Regions from separate parts of the Rattus norvegicus genome. Here region 2 is linked to region 1. A link is a contact called in public Hi-C data. All regions are on one chromosome and are shown on one strand. Each heading gives the region's core, a stretch centred on a gene start, on an enhancer-like site or on the middle of the called end of the contact. The rest is flanking DNA. Distances are from core to core; before and after follow the strand shown. Region 1 overlaps Myom2 (myomesin 2). Region 2 holds the start of Myom2 (myomesin 2).

What was found. A called contact is a pair of places that touch in the nucleus more often than the background predicts.
Region 2: a Hi-C map of psoas muscle shows a contact between it and region 1, with 1.9 times the contacts expected there. The contact joins the promoter of Myom2 here to the enhancer-like site in region 1. A contact is called at or near these places in 3 of 12 Hi-C or Micro-C datasets (the Rat2 cell line, liver and psoas muscle).

What each region holds. Positions count from the first base shown.
Region 1 is chr16:81,248,271-81,251,918 of GRCr8, forward strand. Myom2 (myomesin 2) reads right to left here. Exons shown (of 37, transcript NM_001169141.1): 18 at 1,451-1,638. Among named protein-coding and RNA genes, the nearest start is that of Myom2, 42 kb to the right of the region's middle. Within about 2 kb of position 1,666, at least 2 of the 93 cell types and tissues checked have an H3K27ac peak or open chromatin away from gene starts, as enhancers often do. A contact at or near this core is called in liver, where this site is marked.
Region 2 is chr16:81,290,787-81,294,434 of GRCr8, forward strand. Myom2 (myomesin 2) reads right to left here and starts at 1,637. Exons shown (of 37, transcript NM_001169141.1): 1 at 1,531-1,637.

The DNA.
Region 1 (3,648 bases), core at 416-2,915:
GCAAAGGTGGTGTGAGGGGGCCAGCTTCAAGCCCTACTCAGCCTCTGCCTGGTGGAATGGAGCAAGGGGTTAGTGTGAGCCGTGACTCCAGTCTGGCTAAGTAATGGCAGGATAACCTATCAGTTGCAGTCGCTGAACCTGCCACCTGTAGTCACCACGAAATCTACTCTGAATGTTCAAATGCTTGCTGAGTGGTCATGGTTTTCAAGTGGCTGTGGCCTTCAGTCCTCACTGAGCTTTGGGGTCTCTGCCAGTCATGGGCAAGACACTAAAGAAAAGCCTTTGACTCAGCAGCTTGGTAGGATGAAAGCCATATCCAGGTCAGAATATGGATTTCCAAAGTGAGACCTTGGTGGTTAGACTGCTTTACTCCCCGGAGGATAGAGCATCTCACACAGAGTGGGAAGCCCGTTCTGCCAGGGACACAGGTCCAGTAAGGAGCCACTGGAGGCTAAGGGTGAATATTGTCACACCAAATCTGAGTTTAAGTCACAATACACCATAACCTATATGTGTGTAAATATAGTTTAAATGACACATAATTACATTATATTATTTTACATTATATAATTATATTATAAAGATAGTACGTACTATATTATATAAAAATACTATAAGAAAAAGTATATTATATAAGTATATTATAAAGATAAGGTATATTATATTATAAAGTATGTTACATCACATTATAAGGATAAATATATTATATTATAAAGATAAAATTTATCATATTATTTAATTATAATAAAAGGTAAAGTATACTATATTATATAATTACATTATAAACATGAAGCATGTTATATATGTATATATAGTATATATAAAGCATATCATAAAGCAGAAACTTCTAAGACATATTTAACTGCTAAGGACTCTTCCCAAATTCTCATTCTCCATTGTGTCTGCTCTGATCAGCCTTTATGTGTTGGGGTTGAGATGAATTCATTCATCACTCCTCAGATGAGAAGTCTACGGCTCAGAAAATTGAAATCACAGTCAAGGGCTTACATCTGCATTTGGTCCTCTGTATCTGAGTGTGATGTGCATGGGGGTGGGAGATGGGAACCATTGGGATTTCTAGGAAAGGGTGGTTATCATCTTATCAACTTATCAACAAAGAGCTGAGTGCCCTCTCCTTGGCATTTGCTGGGCTAGATCCTTCCCCAAGCGCCAGGCTCTGCTTCTAGTATGGAAAGCGTCCTTCCTGCCAACCAGGGCCGTTCATTAACCAACTATGAAATCGCTCGATTATGACACGACCTCTTTACTGCTTCTTAGATTCCCAAGATCTATGTTATTCCAAAACACCATACCCTCTTACGTCTAGGATTTTTTTAAACTACTAGTTCTTCAGGATCAAGGGGCCCCAAATCCACTGAACTCTGAAACCCTGAGCGAAGGAGTCCAGCCAAAATGCCTAGGCAGAAGCAGAGGCACAAACGAAACCAACCGTTAAGATCCTCTCTTTGACAGGCGAAGAGTTGATCTCGTGCCAGTTCTTATGATGCACTTCCCGCTTGTCCAGGTAGTAACCTATGATGGCAGAGCCGCCGCTGAACTTGGGCACTTTCCAGCCCAGGGTCATGGAGTGACCGTCACAGTTGAGAAGGGTAATCCCGTAGGGATGAGAGGGGACAGCTGCAAGAACACAGAAGCGAGACAAGTCACCAAGCGGTCGGCTCTGGAGTCACAGGAGAACAAGGCACAGGCAGCAGTCCCAAGGACACACCTTCCCCCTTAACTGTCACTGCCTGTGGTCCCTGCTTCCTTTAAAGGGCCTGACTCTTTCGTCTGCATTCGTGGCTCTTTCTAAATGCCATGGCCAATATCTTGACAATAGGACAGGAACTCGTTTAAGCCTGTTGCAGACGTGGAGACAGTAGGTGCCCCCACACCCCACCCCAACCCCAGTGCCTGAGGCTAAACAAATAGAGCCTCCAATCTGCCTGTGTGAAGAACAATCATTGTGTGGCCAGAAGGGGGCAGCACAATCCACTGTGTGTGTTCTAAGTTCAGGGATGAAAACATCTGCTCAATGTGGGTACGTAGCTCATGTTTCCCCTTTTGGCCATCATATCACCTTCCCCAACAAGCTTAGGAGTATGCCCCTGCATCCCTCTCTCTCTCTGAGGAACCTGGTTCATCATCTGTGGAGACAGAAGCCAGGAATTCCCACTGAGAGCAAACACAAGCCTCTGGCTTCCTGCGTTAGATAAGAGGCAAGTAAGGAAGAATGTGAATCCTTTTGGGGAGGGCAGAGAGGTAGAAATCAGAACCAGATGTTCTCTAGTCCTGGCTCATCTGGGAGTTAGTCCTCAGCCGAGTTCCACAGCCCTCAGACTGTCCTCGGGAGGCCCATAGTACATACAGGCCTTTAATCCCAGCATGTGGAAGGCAGAGACAGGTGGATCTCTGTGAGCTCAAGGCCAGCCTGAACTATATAGTGAGTTCTAGGTGAGCCAGGGCTACATAGAGAGATCCAGTCTCAAAAATAATGAAAAATAAATAAAGGGATCCCAGGAATAATGTTGCCAGGAGGGTGTTGCAGGATATTTGATCACACCGTGAACATGGAGATTGTATTGTTTACTGGGAAAAAAACTGTTTCTAGCTGTGGTGTGGCTCACCCTTAGCACACACCTTTAATCCCAAACACTGAAGGTAAGGTTAGTTTGCAGAAGGAAGCATCCTTGTTGAAAGTGACATCTAATTGAGTGGCAGACAAAGTGATGAATCAGAGAAGATTTGACTGAATAGGACCGGCCCAACTCTCAGGAGAAGAGAGAGGAAAGAGAGGCAACAGAGGGAGACATGCCGAGGAGAGGAGAGAGAGGGCAGTTTACCAGGATAGTTATAGAGACACGGATTGCAGAGAGAGAACAAGCCAGGCACCAGGGAAGACAGAATGAACTAGAGAGTGAGAAGGAGCCAGAAGATTCGAACAGATTGCTAAAGTGAATATGAGACCAAGCCGAGAAACTCAGGAGAAGCCAGATTGAATCAGTCAGCTCGGAGAGGTGTTTTAAGTCAGAAAAGCTGAGTTGAACCAGCCAGCCAGAGTTCAGAAAGAGCTGAAAACATCGTAGGACTAGAGTACACTATATGGAGGCTAGAAGCGTCCAGGGTGAGGCCTAGGACAGTACAGGAAGGCAAGAAGCCTCGAAGATGATAATTATATCAGGAGAATAAAAGTCACTTTTGCAGGAGGAAAACCCTAACTTCTAGAAATGTGATAAAATTATCTGGAGTTCAAAATAAAAGCCTGACCATATCTCTTGAGAATAAAAAGATAATGTTATAATGGAATATGCAGCTGTGGCATTCGTATTTTAAAGTGTCGCTCCTGCTTCTGTTCAGGAACAGAGTGAGCTCGACAAAAAAGCTACAACAGCACCTGTCATAGATCACCTCGTCTAGGGACAGCAACAAGGTCCTGGCACCGCTCAAAGGGCAGAGACTCAGGATCTCTGGAGCAAGCTGGATCACCAAGCTAGCCCTGTCTGCAAGCTCTGGCTTCAGTGAGGAAACTCTGCCCCCAAAATAAAATGGACGACATCTCGGGCCTCCACATTCTCATGCACTTGTAGATGCACAAGCGCACATGCGCATGCACGCGCGCACACACACACACACACACACACACACACA
Region 2 (3,648 bases), core at 387-2,886, 42 kb after region 1:
ATACACAGGTTACAAATGTGTAACAAGGCATTGTGCCCCAAGGGCCACACAGAACCAACCCAGCCAGCCTTCAAGGAGAACTCAGAGGTCAAGTGCCAGGCTCCAAGCTGAGGCCAAACTTGACTCCCGCTCTACGATGCTTGGGGCTTACTTCTAATCTCTCCGGCCCTGATATTCCACACTGAATCTATGTAACAGCTGGCACTGTGCTTGGTAGAAAGTTACAAACAACAGAACCCGTGGCTGTCTCTGTCACAGGTCACTGTGACACTGAACTGTGACACTGAACCCTAGATAGGAAGGGGTACCTGAAAGGCCCTATCGATTTAGCATGGGAGAGCCTCGGCTGTGTTTCAGCAAGACAATTGCCAAAAGAGGTCTGCTTGCGCGTGGCTGCACGTGCTGTCTCTGGAGCTGTGCATATGGGGGAGGGGGTGTTAGCTAAAACTGGGCCAGCACTACAGAGGTAGCCACCATAGATTCTTCTCTAGGAATTCTTCCTTGAGCCATCTCCTGATGAGCACTTCATCAGAAACCATAAGCTATTGTATCATTTCCTATGTTACTTCCATACATGTGTGTGCTATGTTAACCTTCAAACTTGCTTGTATACCTCTGCAAAAAGGACTCCAAACACATGCTGCATCCCTAGTGGAACTAACTATACACCAAAGAGGGGCATGCACATTTGGCAAAGCCCATGCTTCTGTGCATAATGTAAGTACAGCTCCATGACTGTCTTCCCTTTAACTGTTCTGATAGTCCCACTCAATGCCCCAGGCACAGACAGCGCACGGCTCTGATATCTCTGATACTACCCTCACACGCCGCCGCCGGGTGGGCCTGGAAGTCTTCAAGCACTTCATATGTGAGGAACACACACTTTGCAGTTATTAGAGAGGAACCACTGACCTCAAGTGGTCACGTTTCCTGGGCCCCTCACTCTGACACACTGACCTACTGTGGATACGACACCCAGGGGGCCTTTGGCAAGGGCAGCAGCCCTTTACAGCACTTCTCCCAAATGTTTTGTTCCCTTATATCAAAGTCAGGCTTGTCTCATGCTCTCCAGGTACAAGCACTCTCTACTCTACCCGTTTTTCAAACCACAGCCTTTAGAAACAACTAATAGATACCCACTGACGAATCCAAGACCACTGGACTTAAAGGACAGAACACTTCAGAACTCATTGCTCGGGGACAATGCAGGCTGCACCCATGTGCCTAGGACCCTCAGCTTCACTTCTCTCTTCAGATTGCTATCAGTGTCATACCCAAAGAGATATAGAAAAGGGGAGCACCGGAACCCCAGCATGTGCTCTGCAGCCATGGCTGACTCCTTGGGACCTGACACTTCAGAACCTCCCTGAGTCAGGCCAAGCTCATAACCCAAGTTATATCAATTGAACCTCCCAGAAGTATAGTTCTGTAGCCCAGTAAATGCTCAGGCACAGAGAAGTAAAAGGGTTCACCCAGCCTAACACTACTGCTGTCCTCTTTAGGAAATGCTATAAGTGCCCCCACACATACCCAGAAAGATGAGGAGTACCTCTTCTTCAAAGATCAGGTTCCCCTGGAGTTCGGGAGACAAAGAGGCTTTGGTTCCAGAGACCCCAAGGCCTGAAGGCTCGCAGCCGGGCTGCTATAAAACCAGGGGACTGAACTAATGCCAGAAATATTCCTCTAAATACCCCTTGCTCTGGCAGCATAGGTCCAGGGCTGTACGGAGCTAACATCAGAGGCCATGCTGACCAGTAATGCTGAGCCCTCTCAGATGAACACGCCCCACCCGACCTACTGGTGCATTCCAGCAGAGCCAAGACACCAGCTGCTCTCCTGAACACTCCCAGACACTTTCCTCCTCAGTCCAGCTCTGGAACCACACCCGAGAGGCTCCTGACATGTTTAGGAATCATGACACCATCATGAAACTCTAGCCTGTCCCCCAGCACTGGGACTGCGTGTCTTTGATGTACCTTATTCTAAGCCCTCCCTGCAAGGAACAGTGGGAACAATCCTGCGTGTGCCACTAAACACAGCTTTGGTTTGTAAGGATATGTCAAGCTGAAAGCATTTATTACTCCTCTTGCAAGTAAAGAAGTTATTCACACAGCCGAACGTGCCAAAGTTCATAAAAAACATGGAATAAATTCATGGAAGAGGAGGGTCACCTGGTACAGAGTAGACCCCAGGGCACAAGCCCTGAGTCCACGAAATGGACTTTTCCTCAACTTTTCCCCAATCTACTTGTCCAAAGTCTTTTCAAAATGACTTATTGCCAAAAAGGACCTCTTACCAGCAAAGCCAACAACTGGGCACAAATCAAGCCTTAGGGGCACCGAGAATCCATTACACATGGCTGGGTTCTGCAGGACCCTGCCTTGAGACCCTTAGCATAAGATATGGAGGGATACAACTTTGTCTCCACAAAGTACTCAGCTGTCTGCGAGGGCTCACAGGCTCCCCCAAAACGCTTCAATATATATTGAATTTGACACAGGAAATGATCCCAACCAAGAAGCTTCCACTCGGGTAGTTCTTACAGCAACCCACAGACAGCGCCGTCCTATTTCGCAAAAGAAAATTAAGCGGACGGTTTAAAACAGCTGTGCAAAGTTGACAATCTCCCCTCGTTCTGCGCGTAACAGTCCCTGGTGTTAAGGTCCCTGGCTCATGCGAGTCACATACAAGTTTGCTGCAGATATAATTTAACATCCTCCCAGAGCATTCTGCAGCTTACCCCACACATTAGCTCCTCTCTGCCTTTGTAGAGCCAGGGGTGTCAGTGGGTGAGCTCATGGGCACAGCATCTCTAAAGGGCACATGGAGTTGGCGTGAGCCCCAGGGACTAAGTCCTTGGCTCCTAGGACAGCTTTTTATCTGGGCCCCCACCGATTATTCAGTATCACCTTTAAGTGTCTTCGTTCCGCGAGCTCTTTGCTTCCTGTTTTTGTAGCACTCAGGAAAGAAGGAATGTTGGGCAGGTGACAGAGAAAGCTGGACTCTTCCAGCCTGGCCCTCAAATGCAGCATGAGACCTTCCCCCCTGGTAGGCAGGTCTCTGTACATGGCTCAGTACAAGCTAGAGACCTGGAGGATCCAAACCGAAGATGTACAAGGAAAGGAAACCCACCAACCCACCAACCCACCAACAATTGTCCTTTCACTGAAAATGCTTGGGCTCTGCTCCCAGCCCTGGCTAAGCTCTATGCTAAATGCCTAGTGTGTCTCTCCACCCTCTCCCCTTTCCAGTCAGCCCTCTGCTCTCTCCATCTCTGATCCTTTGTAAGAACCTCAGACGTCCTGTCAATTAGCTGATCTAGGAACAGAAAAAAATAAAAAATGCAGGAGACCAGTGGATACAACCTACCCTTAAGTGGTGTCGGATTATACAACAATAAGGCCCAGAACATAGGGAAATAAAGAAAACTCTTGGGGGTCATGCCTAGAAATGTAGCACAGTTCGTGGAGTACTTGACTTGTGGGCTTGCTCTCCAGCAAAGCATAAAAACCTGGTGACACATGCCTGTGATTCCAGGAGTCCAGCACTCAGGAGTTGAAGGTAGGAGAATCAGAAGTTCAAGGTCACCCTTGGCTAGATAGCAAGTTCAAGACCAGCCTGATATACATGACCACCACCACCACCCCT